Regions from separate parts of the Mus musculus genome. Here region 1 is linked to region 2. The links are chromatin contacts, called in public HiChIP or PLAC-seq maps. All regions are on one chromosome and are shown on one strand. Each heading gives the region's core, a stretch centred on a gene start, on an enhancer-like site or on the middle of the called end of the contact. The rest is flanking DNA. Distances are from core to core; before and after follow the strand shown.

Region 1 (6,451 bases), core at 343-2,842, 91 kb before region 2:
GGAAAGAACGAGAACGTAATAAAGGTTCAAATTGGGCTGGGTTGTCAAGTATGAAAACGAATAGAGTTGCTGATTTCATAGACCAGTTTTGAGGTTTGCCCACAATTGTGACAAGTGATTGCATGTTATTTAACTTGAAAATAATTTCTAAACAATGAAGAGAAATTTGTAATTCTGTACTTCCAAATGTAAGGCAGTACTTCTCAAGTTATGCAAAGGGAATGGAAAAGCATCATGTGTATTTGAATGCTGTGTTATCAATCCAAATGCAATTGCAGAGAAACCTACCAATGTTTTAAAATAAATGCTCATAGCTGCCCAATCCAGAGTTAAGCTGTATCAGTTGGCTAAAGGCAGTGCAGAGGCACATATATTTAAAATAAAGCTTTCCAAAGTCAGATCCTCAGGCCTGATAACCAATAAATTAAGTGCCATTCCCTGTGGACTAAGTATTCAAGCACATGAGTCTATGTGGGCCAAACCTATCCAAAACCACGATAAGGAGTTTTCCCAAATGTTCATAAATATATTTCCCATTCTTAGGACAGACATAAAATCAACTAAAAATTCTTTTTCTATGACATCTTGAAATGGGAATTACAACACATTTTCAGTTATTCAATAGGTTCATTATATTTCATCATTATCTTTTTTAATATCTGCTTATTACTTATAATGCCCACAAGAAATTTTCACGGCAATTTTATGCACTTCATGTATCTTTTTACTTGTTTGTTTCATATAGTAACTAAGAGTGTTCTATAGATACAAGATGAATCATGCATTATTAAGTAACAAAATCTTTGTTTTAAAACATTCATTTTAATAATCTGCTAAAAATAGCTTGTTATTGAACGTAGAGTATATATCTTTTCTATTTTATCTCAAATTCTAAGCAATTTATTTCCTCTTTTCAGGTAAGTAAGTGTATAAAATATATTCAACAGGTCCAGTACAATAACTGGAACTTGCTGATGGCTGATGTGGAAGTTTGAATGAGAATGTCCCATTGGCTCAGTGTATTTGGCCCCCAGTCATTCCAACTGTTTGAGAATAAATCAAGGGTGTGGACTTATTGGAGGAGGTGTGTAACTGGGTGTGGAATTTGTTGTTTCAAAAGACCCCTGTCATTCCTTCTGTGTCTCTTTCTGCCTCCTGTTTGAAGAACAATACAATGGGCTCTCAGCTGTTGCTGCTACCATGGCTTTGTTCCACCATCATGGCTTTTAACCTTCTGAAGCTATCAATCCAATTAAATGGTTTCTTCTATGAGTTGTCTTGGCCAAAGCTTTTTGTCACTGCAATCACAACATAACTAAGATAATTTAAGACAGACTGTTTTATTTAGGGTTTTTTATTGCTGTGAAACGATACCATTAAACAAGGCAACTTTTATAAAGGAAACCTAGCTGGGGCAGGTTTACCATTTCAGTGGGTTAGTGCATTATCAGCATGTGGGAAGAATGGCATTGTGTAGGCAGTCTTGGTGCTAGAGGAGCTGAGAGTTCAACGTCTTGATCCACAGGAGACTGATTCGATACACTGGGCAGAGCTGGAGCTGCACAGTGACACATTCCCTCCAGCAAAGCCACATCTATTAGTGTCACTTCCTGTGGGCCACATAGTCAAACACATGAAACTATGTGGGCCAAACCTATCCAAACTGCCAAAAAGAGTTTTCCCCAAATGTTCATGAATATATTTCCCATTCTTAGAACCCGTGTCTAGCAAACAACACATAGAGACAAAGTCACATGTCATTTTGCCCCACGGAGTAGTTATTTAATGATGTTACCATCTACACCGATTACACTTTTTTTTTTCATTCAATGGAAAAAGTTTATTTTCAGAGTGAAACAAATGTTAACTAACTATTTGTATTCTAGGGCTTCATCTCCCATCCCATCTAATTTACTTAAATGTCTTGCTGTGTTTCCTGATTTGTTAGAGACTCCAGGTACACCTCCCTCCCCCTTGCCTCTGTCAACCCAGCAAGCTGTTTCCCCTGACTTCAAAGTGCAAATATTTTTGCTTCATCACCAGTCTGGTAGTCTAAAGGGCCTTTTGGCTTACATAAAGAGAATCATATTTTGCAAAGAAAACAATAGGCTTGAGATACTAATCAATGCCTCCTTTTCGAATATGTATTTTCTTCCTGAAAAAACTAGGAGATTTTCTTTTATGAAAAAACAAAGGCAGAATGAGAATGAAGCCATCAAAGAGTATTAATTAGATTTTAAAATTCAAGTTAATTTTTTTTTAAAAAGACACAATTAGCTGAATTTCTTATATATTTGTGTGATTATTCAGATCAGGAACCTAACAGGTCCAAAAACATTAAAGTGTTTTCAAACAGAAGTTCCAGTTACTCATTGTGCCTGAAATTACCTGATAAAGAATGCTAAAGTTTTCTTCCTATTGCTTTCTACTGGGAGGTTTACCATTTTGGCAGCCCGAGCCTTAGCTCCCAGGGAGTATCGCCCAGCATTTTTGCTTAACAGGTGATCAACCCTAAGGAATCTTCCAATTTGAAATAGAATGAGGCTGTGCTCTTTTTGAAATGTAAATATTCTGGGTTTCAGACGCACTGTCAGCAAATAACGTGAATTCACATTTGCTTTGCAAAGATCTGTGGCCAAGTTGCTTTCTAACTTCTGGTTGAGCTCTACCTCAACCAGAAAGTAAAAATTATACTACTACTTTTGGTAGCTATTTTATTTTTTAAGGTAATACATCAAATGAAGATTTTAGTAAGGAACAAAACATGTAAAATATATGTAAATAGAACATGTATTTTTAAGGATCCCACAGAATTGGCCAAATGGTTTGAGCTAGTGGCCCTTTGCTTTCTGTACATTAAACAGAGAAGGAGGTTGTTTTAAACTCTCATAGTTGTATTTATTATGAATAAACAAAAATTAATGCCAAAACAAGGGTCTGTCCTTTGTTCAGTTATGTCTGAAATGCTATACTTTAATGCCTTCTTTGTATTCCCTGACAAACATCATAGAGAATATCGAGCTGCACAAGTGAAGGAGAGGCACAGTGGTGCCCAACATGCTCACCAGCCTACAGGCCATCACCAGCCTACAGGCCATCACCAGCCTACAGGCCATCACCAGCCTACAGGCCATCACCAGCCTACAGGCCATCACCAGCCTACAGGCCATCACCAGCCTACAGGCCATCACCAGCCTACAGGCCATCACCAGCCTACAGGCCATCACCAGCCTACAGGCCATCACCAGCCTACAGGCCATCTACTCAGACATTACCCTCTACTGTGGTCATGCTTATTGCACAGCTGCAAGAAGGTTTTTCTCTGCTCCATTAAATGAAGAACATTAGAAAATACCTTTAAATTTCATAGCAGTCACTAGCCTCACATAAGATGCTGAAACTCTGAAACTAATTGTTTCCAATATTCTTAAGCATCACCTGAGACAAAAACAAACTTCTTTAAAGTCACACTATGGATTTTTTTTCCATTCTTTTTTTGCTTTTTTTTTTGCAATTAAAAGAATTTGGGCTGGTAAGATGGCTCAGCTGTTAAGAGTGCCGACTGTTCTTCCAAAGGTCCTGAGTTCAAATCCCAGCAACCACATGGTGGATGGCTTACAACCATCTGTAATGAAATCTGATGCCCTCTTCTGGAGTATCTGATGACTGCTACAGTGTACTTATAATAAATAAATAAATAAATAAATAAATAAATAAATAAATAAATAAGAATCCATGTATTCACAGCCTTTACCTCTATTCTCTCTCCTCCTTCCACAGGGTTACTGCAAATAACTCAGTGTGTGTGTGTGTGTACACACATGCATGTGATATCATGTACAGATGTATATGATCAAACTGAAATGTATAATTTTGACTGTGATTTTTCTTAACAAATGGAAAAACAATGTATATTTTGCTTTACAATTTGCTTTTTTCACTTAATAAGTTATCTTATTTTAATATTTACTATTTTAAAATACACCCCCACCTGCATTAGTATTTAAATATTTGGAACCATCCTTTGATTTATCTAATTTTTCATCCATCAATAGACATCTGGACTGGTTGCGCATGTTCAGAATTTGAAGTTATCCAAAAATGATCTTTTATGAATGTGTATATAATGCTTTCTCTAATACAAATAATTGTTCAGTAGGATTGCCAGGCCCAAATGCACACCTTTAGGGTGTTCGAGAATATGTGTCCTTACTCTCTTGGGGCTTAGCCTCACCTTTATTTTCATTGTGTATCCAGTGAATTCAAATTTCTCATTTTAATTTTTGCATAGACTTGAATTTCCATTAGATTAAGCAGTGTTTCACATAGTTAGTGATTATTCACACTTCTGGAAGTTTTCTATTGCTTGAGGTTTTCTTCCCAACATACAAGGGGGAAATGAATACACTCATGGACCCATTTCACAAAGATGACTTTCATCTGTATACTGAGGCTCTTTGAGGAAATGTTCTTACAGCTCAGGACACATCCTTTTTTTTTTTTCTTTTGTTTTACTGCTTAGTGATGAAGCTCCTGATGTCAGCCTCTGGAAATCCTTGGCTCTAGCACTTAGTTTGTGTACAGCCAGATTCACTCACGTGTACTTGGGATGTCATTTTGAAGCTTCTCTACTCTGTACCCAGCATTCTTGCTAACAGACTTTCATTCACATGGCTCTTCCTTGCAAACAGCCATTCTATCTCTCAAGTCCAAATTATTAAAATGTTCCCACTCTCAAGGAATTCTGAAACTGTAAGAAGGTCTCCTGAATAGTAGAGATCTGATCCCTTCATTTATATGGGTCACTAAGAGCTGGGGGTGCACAGTTCATTCTAGAAATACTGTACACACACTCTAAGCCTGTTAGCCCCTCCCTGGCTTCACCAGCCAAGCTATACTTAGAAAAAATGAAATTAAGTTAAATCAGTGTGATAGAGCTGGGTAAGTTCCATAATTTAATGTCAGTTTGTATATAAAGATATGTTAACACCAACTAAGTATTTAAAGCCCCTGATTAACTTTTTGCATGATTCAAATGGCTAAAATATAACTAAAAAGCTAGGGATAATTTGAAAATTTTGAAGTAAGAGAATAAGAACTTGAGCCTGGACTATACTTCCTTGGGGAATAAGACAAAGAATGTAGGTTTTTTTCATAACAGTTTCACACACAGAAGCCAATGTGATGGCATCAAGACTGGTACTAAGACTGGCTGACACAGCTTTTAGAGGCATGTCTTAGGTTTCTGATCACCAGACATATTCCTGATAAACCATTACTGCCAAATTCAAACCTTGTCTCTTCCAAAAGAAAGATTTATGTTTTTAGAGCATGTTGAACCTCATCATCTAATTTTTGCCATTAAAATCTGAGCACTGTTAAAACTATTCAGAGATCTTTAAAAAATATTTGTTTAAAAATATCTGTATTTCTATGCCTGATAAGCTTCTACAATTCTAAACTTCCGCTTTAAGATTTTTTAAATATCCTCTTATGACAACAGGCATATTATGGGTATTTTCATCACAGGCATGACATCTGCTATCTCTTTGCCTGCCAAGATCTATAAATGGCTTAAAGTATCACTTTATGAAAAACCACATTATTAGAGAAGCTAGGAAACCTAAAGCATAATTAATACAGCAATGACTCTGTGTGACTTTAAATCTAGTTGCCATATCATTATTTGATATACAAAAATATTTAAGGAGGACCAAAGTTTAGAGTGAGACATAATTATCACATTTATTCATTTAAAATCTACATCATTCTGCGTTCTTACACAGTCGGTGACTTAAATAGCTCAGTTATCTGTTGCAGTGTAACAAATCTTCCCAAGATCTAGTCAGTGGCTGTGAACACAGTTTTGGACAACTTTGAAGGAACCACGCCCAGTTCCTGGAAACCTTACTTGGACATTTCATCCATGCTGTTTCATTCTCTGCCGGACAATGTGGTGAAAAGAGCTAAGCACTGATAGGGTGCTCTGACAGTTGACCCTCAAATAGCTCACTCTTTTACATGGCAGATGGGGAAAGTGAAGAACAAAGGAGAAACTACCCAACTTTTATGGCTTATTAGGAGTACCGGAGGAAAGATGCTTTCACCCTAGCTCGGTTGCCTGAAAAATCACATGAAAAGTGCAAACCCAATTTTAAAAAATGCATTAGTCATTTTTTTCTCATTGTATGACAAAATGGCAAGAGCCAATAAAAGGAAGGGGTAGTTTATTCTGGTTTAGAGTTCATGGGGATACATTTCATAATAGCAGGGAAAGTGCCCTGGCAGGAGCAGGAGACTGACTGGTTACATTGTATACACCGTTAGAAAGCAGAGAGTGGACCACAGGAAGTAGGACCCAGCTATAAAACCTCAAAGCTCTCCCTTAGAACCCCTCTTTCTCCAACAAGGTCTACAACTGTCCTAAATGGCACCAGAATCTGGGAGCCAA
Region 2 (7,367 bases), core at 4,768-7,267:
TTTGGTTGGTTGATTTCGGTGTTTTGCATACTAAATCTCACTAAAGCGACTTCTACTTAGGTTTTTTTTTTTATAAACCCAAAACTTCTCTATGTAAATGTAAAAATCTATTAAAATGCAAAGGAACTAAAGTGGAATGCTAAAAAATATTCATTATGGAAAATGTAGAGAGCAATGAAAAATAAAAAACATGAAAAACAAGTGGCAAAACAATAGCACTAAATTCTTTACTATCAGTTATGATATTAACTAAAAGCAGATAATGATTAAACCACACTTAATATGATAGAAGAAAAATATCAAAGCATATACTATGTGTATCAAAAGAGACTTTAAATTTAAAGACATAAGTAGGTAGAGAGTAAAAATGTAGATGATAGCCTGTACAATTAGTTGTTAAAAATAAGAAAGCAAAAAAAATGAAGAAACTATTTTAAATCAGAAACAATATAGCAAGGCATGTTGGTGCACACTTGTAATCTCAGCTCTCAGTAGGCTATAGCAAGAATATTGTGAAAACAGTTCCAAGCTTGGCTACAAATCAAGACAATGTTTAAAAATAAATTGGAACCAAATTTACATTTTAAAATGTTATTACTATAAAAGGTATCTTGAAGTTAAAAGAAACTCTCCACTCAAAACCACTAGCAATTATAAATATAGATACACATGTCCCCCGACTCTCAAAGTACATTAAACAAAAAAATACACAATTTTAGGAATCCAAATAATACAGGAAGAATGAGGAGGAGGTGAAGGAAGAGAAGGAGAAAAGGAGGGGGAGGAGGAGGAGGAGGAAGAGAAGAAAAAGAAGAAGAAGAAGAAGAAGAAGAAGAAGAAGAAGAAGAAGAAGAAGAAGAAGAAGAAGAAGAAGAAGAAGAAGAAATTTCTTTTTAAAAAGATATATATTCTTTGACGTCATATATTCTTTGATGAGCATATTCTACCCCCGACCCTATCCCACTTACCTCCCTTTTCATACCCATAACCTTTCCTGTTTATTCTTTCTTTCCCTAGATAACTCTTATTTATTTTTATTTAACATACACATACATGATTTTAATAATGGATATGCTGTTGTGAAAGATCAAGTAGAAAAGATCACCTAGGTGGTGTAAATAATTCTATAAATGAACAAGTATCTTTAATGGACTTCTATAATGGTAGAATATATATTCTTCTATACAGAGTATAAAAACAAGTATTAGTATATTTTTAAATTTGAATTTCAGAAAGTATGTCCTCTGATAATTGAATTGAATTAGAAATCAACCATAAGAGGAAATTTGAAGAGTTAAGCAAATAAAACAAGATGTTTAAAATACTTTGGGGGTATCTTCCTGTTGTTTAGTGTCTTTAAAAAGATATATATATATATAATAGAGTTCTGGCTGCACGTATGCCTGCAGGCCAGAAGAGGGCACCAGATATCATTATAGATGATTGTGAGACACCATGTGGTTGCTGGGGAACACAGGACTTTGGGAAGAGCAGATAGTGTTCTTAACCCCTGAGCCATCTCTACACTGTTTAGCGTCTTTTTCATGAATTTATTGAGTGTTTAAAGTTTTTCATTATAGATATCTTTTATTCCCCTAGTTTGGTTCTGTCACAAAAAAAAAAAAAAAAAGGAATTTTGAAGCTTTAAGAAATGTGACAGAATTTATAAGTTTCTAAACAGCAACGAGAACAACTTGGTGAACAGACAACTTTAGAAGAAAATCTTTGATAGTCACACAGAAGATTAGAATCTAGACTACATGAAGAACTCAAAATATCTGAACAACTTACTCAATAAATGGACCAATGTAACTAACAGTTTTCAGAAAATGTGTTCAAAATCCTTGGGCATCCAAAAATTACAAAGTCATACAGCATTAAGATTCAATCTTATTCCCACCAGAATGATTATCATTAAGAAGATAAATCACAGCAAATTCTGGCATGGAAATATCAATTATTACAGCCCCATAGAAATAAATATGAAAGTTCCTCAATAAGCTAAGAGGAGAACGAGCATATGACCCAAATACATCAACTCGAGCTACAAGCCCAGAGCCTATAAATGAACATCCTGTAGAGATGTTGTCATCTGTATGTTTGTTGCTGCACTGTCCACAGAAGTCAAGTTATGGAATCATCCCAAGTAGTCATCCACAGAAGAACTGATAAAGAACTTGTGCTGTGCGTGCACAGTGGTGCTCTATTTAACCATAAAGGATTGCATTATAACACTTGCCGAAAAAAATAGGCACAGCTAAAGATGATGGTGATATCACTTGTTTCCATTTCTCATTTACTTGTGGATCCTAGGTTTTCACACATATATGTAAAATGACATAGGGTGTACATATATGTGCAATCATATTTTAATGAAGGAGCAAGAGTCGACATGAAATGGGAATGAATGGGAAAACGGGAGAGATTAGAAAAGAAAGGAGAGTGAATGTATCCAAAGTACATGACAGAGTCACGGGAATGAAGCCTATCACTATGCATAATAAATATATACCAATAAAAACATGTGTTAAAAGTGCCACGGGGCTTTAAAATTTTAAAATATAATTGGAATTTAAATGAAAGGTTTTAACGTGGAAAAGGCATATGTTACTGTTGAGATCTGTGATAAAGGACTTGATTCTGGTCTTTTCCCCTAGTGATAATGAAGAGGAAACATTTATGTAGGATCCTGGAGTCTTTTCGGAAGAGAGCATTCTCTCATCGTCCTTCATCACCTCTGCTTTAATTCTGACCCTTACAAGAAGGCTCACCTGTAAACACCTTTAAACTCTTACCCAATTAATGACAAAGACATCACGCTAACCCCAGCCCAAAGGAAGTTCCAGATAGTGATGACCTTAGACTTCAGCCACTACCCAGGTGTTTTCACTAATCCAATAAGAAACGATTCCTCTATCTGAAAATTCTGAACATTTAAACTTAGTGAGTGTTTATTCTGTACTGAGAATTACAGTGATAAATGATTTTGCTTTTGCTCTTAGCCGCCTTGTTATCTATTAGATCACGCTACTCCAACAAACACAAAACTAACTCCAAATACATGTAAAAAGCAATAAGTGAAATAATAAAGGCATAAAAGTACTTAACCTGGGGTGAGAGCACATGCCTCTACTCACAACGTTTTGGAAGAAGAGGCGGGCACTCTTTTGTGTGTTTGAGGACTGTTCTACAAAGGAAGTTCCAAGCCAGATTGGGCTACATAGTGAAACCCTGCGCATACACACACACACACACACACACACACACACACACACATTCATAAATATATATACATGTGTATATATGTACATGTGTGTATATGTATGTGTATTATATATACACACGTTCACATATGCATTCACATGCACATATACATATGAGGAGAGCAATTACATCTAACTTTGCTACTTAGGAATGTTGTCTATAAAGCCATGGTTCCCAGCCTCAGGTTCATGTTAGTCCTAGCTTGGGAGCTTTGAAGAATCTTCATGACCAGACTTTGCCCAAATAAATCATGATACCTCCTGCATCACGACTTTCTAATCTCCCTAGATGAGGTCACTGTGCAGCCAAGCTTGAAAACCAGCCATCATTTTGAAAGACCAGGAAGGATATAAAAAAAATGGGTAAGCTTTCGGTTCAAAGGGACAGAGAATTAGAGCACTTGCAAGAATCTTCTCATTAATATAACCAATTTATTTTTACTCTCCAAACATCAGGTCAATTATAACATTCTCTGAAAAGCATTTTCTACTTCCCCAATGATATCAATAAGAATCTTAATAACAGTAATATAAGTTATCACCATTTTTATGAATGTTGCTATAGTCCAGATGCCATAGCAAGCACTTTAATTATGTTTTGATAATATCCTCCACAAAGGCACCAGGAGACAAGTAGGAATACCAGTATTTAACTTTACATACGGTGGAAAAAAAATAACATGCCAAGGTAATTCAATCAAAACATGGTGAAATTGCTTGTAGAACTACAAAATTCATGTTCTGTAACATGACCTACTGATCCTATGCAGCTTCTCACATAGCCCAGGCATACGTTAATCATACTGTAAAGCATATTATATTGTAATGCGTTTGTGATTTTTCATTCGCTACTCTCTTATTCATCCAATTGACAGGTTTTTTAATTTATCCTCAATGTGTATGGTGATAGAACTATGAAGACTGGAAATTAGTAGTGCAGAGCACATATCAACAAATAACTTGACTAGCCAAATCCTGCTAGCCACTCCTTTTTATAAATAAAGAGTATTTTGAGCTACAACCACGGCCATTGGTTGATGGGTTTGTTACCTGCAGTGACCTTCATGTTAAAAGATTGCTGTACAGTAGTTATGGCAACAATCTGGCCACAAAGCCTTAAAATTTACTATCTGGCTGTTTAAAGCAAGTTTGACAGCTCATAGTCTAGAGCACAAGACAGGTAAATATAATGACCACCCAATGATATGCATGCTGTGGTACCCACACTGTCGGAATGAGGAGACCCAGGTAACCTGCCCCTGTCTCTTCGCATCGCCCCTTCCTGAGCCAGAATGGCCAGCACTTCCTTTCCGCAACCTTCTTGCGACCTTTGAAGAGGGCAGACAAAGGGGAGCTGGAACGTGGCCTCCTGCCTAGCACTGTATATTGCGCTCCCTTTTTCTGATAATTCTAACCAATAGCACTTTCCTGGTGTAGATGGCTCTTGCCTTTGAAGGAGGCAAGAGTTAGTATCCTTGATGTGATAAAGCACACTCCTGAGCTATGGGAAAGAGACAATTAAGTGTTCCCAAACAGCTGTGACTGCTTTGTAACAACACGCTGGCCTCCTATAATGGGATGAGTTACTTCTTCCCAGGTCAAAGAGGTCCTTCTCCAGCTGCGAAATTCCGCCTCTCTGTCTAAACAAATGTTATCAATTTGAAGGACCGCACACCTTTCCCCCTACTCAATCATGTAATGACAGGCCTTGAGCGCCCCAGCGTATGCATCTTCATATATATATATATATATATATATATATATATATATATATATATATATATATCAAACCCTTGAACTTGAGCATCGCTTTCCTAACCTGTGCAGCTGGAAGGTCTGTGATAGCACCCACACTCGTATAATAAAAACTCTCTTTGTTTAGTACATCAGTATCGCAATTTCTGGCGGTCTTCTGGGGTTCCCATGAACTGGGCATAACATTCTGGGACTCTTCTGAGGTTCCTCAGCAGATCTCCAGAGCCTGCAATTGGGAGAGCCTAGTGCTGGCTGGTGAGTGTCAGTATTTCTATACTGGTTGTGTCTGTTCTGTTCTTGCTTTTGGCATTGGAAAAGCCTCGAGGTGTTTGGAAAAGCAGCAGAGGGTGGCTAGAGCATACTCACTGGAGAGCCACCAATGCCGGGACCAGGGACACATCCCTGGACTTCCTGAGGGCTTGTCCGGTACCTGTGGGGCGAGTGGGGGTGGGGAGAATTTGTGACGAGGAAGGGCTGCTTTCCTCTCTACCTCGCTTTCAGTTTCTGAGGCCAGAGTCTGTGAGTTCTAGTGTTTGGATATATTTTTGTTTCCAGTCACTAAGTGGCTACTTCGTGCGTGTGGGTCTGTCTGTTGCGTCCCTTGAAATGTTTTGTTTCGTGTTGTACTATACTTTGATATGGGACAGACTGATTCTCACACCCTCAACATTCTTTTAGCTCATTTTAAGGAAATGAAAACTAGAGTTCACAATCTCTCAGTGGATATGAAGAAAGGGAAAATATACACACATATACCAGCTCAGAGTGTCCAGCCTTCCTAGTTGAATGGCCGCCAGAGGGGACCTTTCACATCCCTATGGTGTTGGCAGTAGATGACAGAGTGTTCCAAAAAGCACGTGGACACCCAGATCAAGTTCCCTGTATGTTTGGAAGGATTTAGTTAATAATCGACCACTGTGGGTTAAGTCCTTCCTCTTCCCTCCAGCTAACGCTTCTTCATCATGTCGGCCCTGGTGGTGGAAGAATGTAAACAGGAAGTCCGCAAACCTCCTGTGCCTCTTCACCCCATTTTATAGGCCACTACATCGGAAGATGTTCTCTTCCCATCTCCTTACACACAAGTTTCAGCTGCGCAAGCTTCCCACAGGCACCAGCTTTGGCTGTACCAGCTCCAGCCCTGCCCTTGCTCCCCCTACCCTCGGAGGAGGTGCCAACAGCCTCAATAGTATCAACTTCAAGAATGGGCTGGGCAGGGGGGGGGGGCTGCACAGGGAACCGGAAGCAGGCACTCAATGCCTCCTTAGGCTATAGAGCTGGGCAGATTCCACTGTCTTACGCCTAAGGGCAACAGAATCAGCTGACCAACAGGAGAATCAACTCCACCATTATTGGCCCTTCACTATTGCTGATTTTTATAATTGGAGGAGAGAGAATGCCAGACTCTCTGACTATGCTAGAGAGCTCATTGGTCTCTTAGACAATATCCTTTTTACCCATCAGCCCACTTGAAATGATTGTCAGCAGCTCTTAAAGATCCTCTTTACAACTGAGGAAAAGAAACACATCATATTGGAGGTCCAAAGAATGTTCCATGTCCTAAGGGCACTCCACCCCAGAACCCCGTTGACAGACAAAAGATTTCCCCTCAGGAGACTGCTTGGGGCTATAATACTGGTGAAGGGTGGGAGCATTTCCGAGTCTATCACCAACCTCTAATGGCGGGTCTCAGGACAGCCACTCATCGACCCAAATTTGGCTAAGGTTTATGATGTCAGGCTAAAGGATGATAAAGGCCCAACAGAGTTTCTCAAGCAGATTATGGACACTTTCTGCCATTATACACACCTAAATCCTGAGGAGACTGAGAATTCTAACACAGTAGCGCTGGCATTTATAAATCAGCACCGACCATTAGAAGGAAGTTTCAGAAGTTAGAAAGACTAAGAGAGAGAAGTCATTGAGAGATTTAGTGGAGGTTGTGAAGAAGGTATACCATAGTAGGGAGACTAAAGATGAAAAGAAGATTAAGACAGAGAAGCTAATAAACAGAGATCTAGCCAAAGTCCTTCTTGCCAATAGTAATCCAGATTAGAGACAGAGGAAGTGCCAACTTCAAAATATTGCTGAGGGGAAAAAGCCTAGAAAAGGTTGTCCACCAATCTTAGCTAAGAACCATTACAGCTACAACCACCTGTTGTAAGTAAGAAGGATACTGGACTAGAGAATGCCCAAAGAGAAAGCCAAAGAATAAGACTATAATCACCAAGGAAAAACAAAAGATTGAGGGAGTCAGGGAACAGACCTCCTTCCCCAAGCCAGGGTAATCCTTAGAGTGCAGGGAAAGCCTCTGGAATTCCTGGTGGACACCGGAGCTTAATCTTCAGTGCT

Evidence for each region. HiChIP or PLAC-seq counts read pairs in DNA pulled down with a chosen protein or histone mark.
Region 1: a contact with region 2 is called in a CTCF HiChIP or PLAC-seq map of CD8 T cells, with 8 read pairs. The contact joins two enhancer-like sites. A contact is called at or near these places in 1 of 15 datasets of contacts at CTCF or cohesin (CD8 T cells) and 2 of 9 other capture datasets (adipose tissue and liver).

Annotation. Positions count from the first base shown.
Region 1 is chr10:28,811,497-28,817,947 of GRCm38.p6, reverse strand. All of the region lies in intron 4 of Themis (thymocyte selection associated), which reads right to left. Among named protein-coding and RNA genes, the nearest start is that of Themis, 150 kb to the right of the region's middle. Within about 2 kb of position 1,592, at least 13 of the 459 cell types and tissues checked have an H3K27ac peak or open chromatin away from gene starts, as enhancers often do. A contact at or near this core is called in CD8 T cells, where this site is marked.
Region 2 is chr10:28,724,396-28,731,762 of GRCm38.p6, reverse strand. The region is part of intron 2 of Themis (thymocyte selection associated); the gene reads right to left. Among named protein-coding and RNA genes, the nearest start is that of Themis, 60 kb to the right of the region's middle. Within about 2 kb of position 6,017, at least 9 of the 459 cell types and tissues checked have an H3K27ac peak or open chromatin away from gene starts, as enhancers often do. A contact at or near this core is called in CD8 T cells, where this site is marked.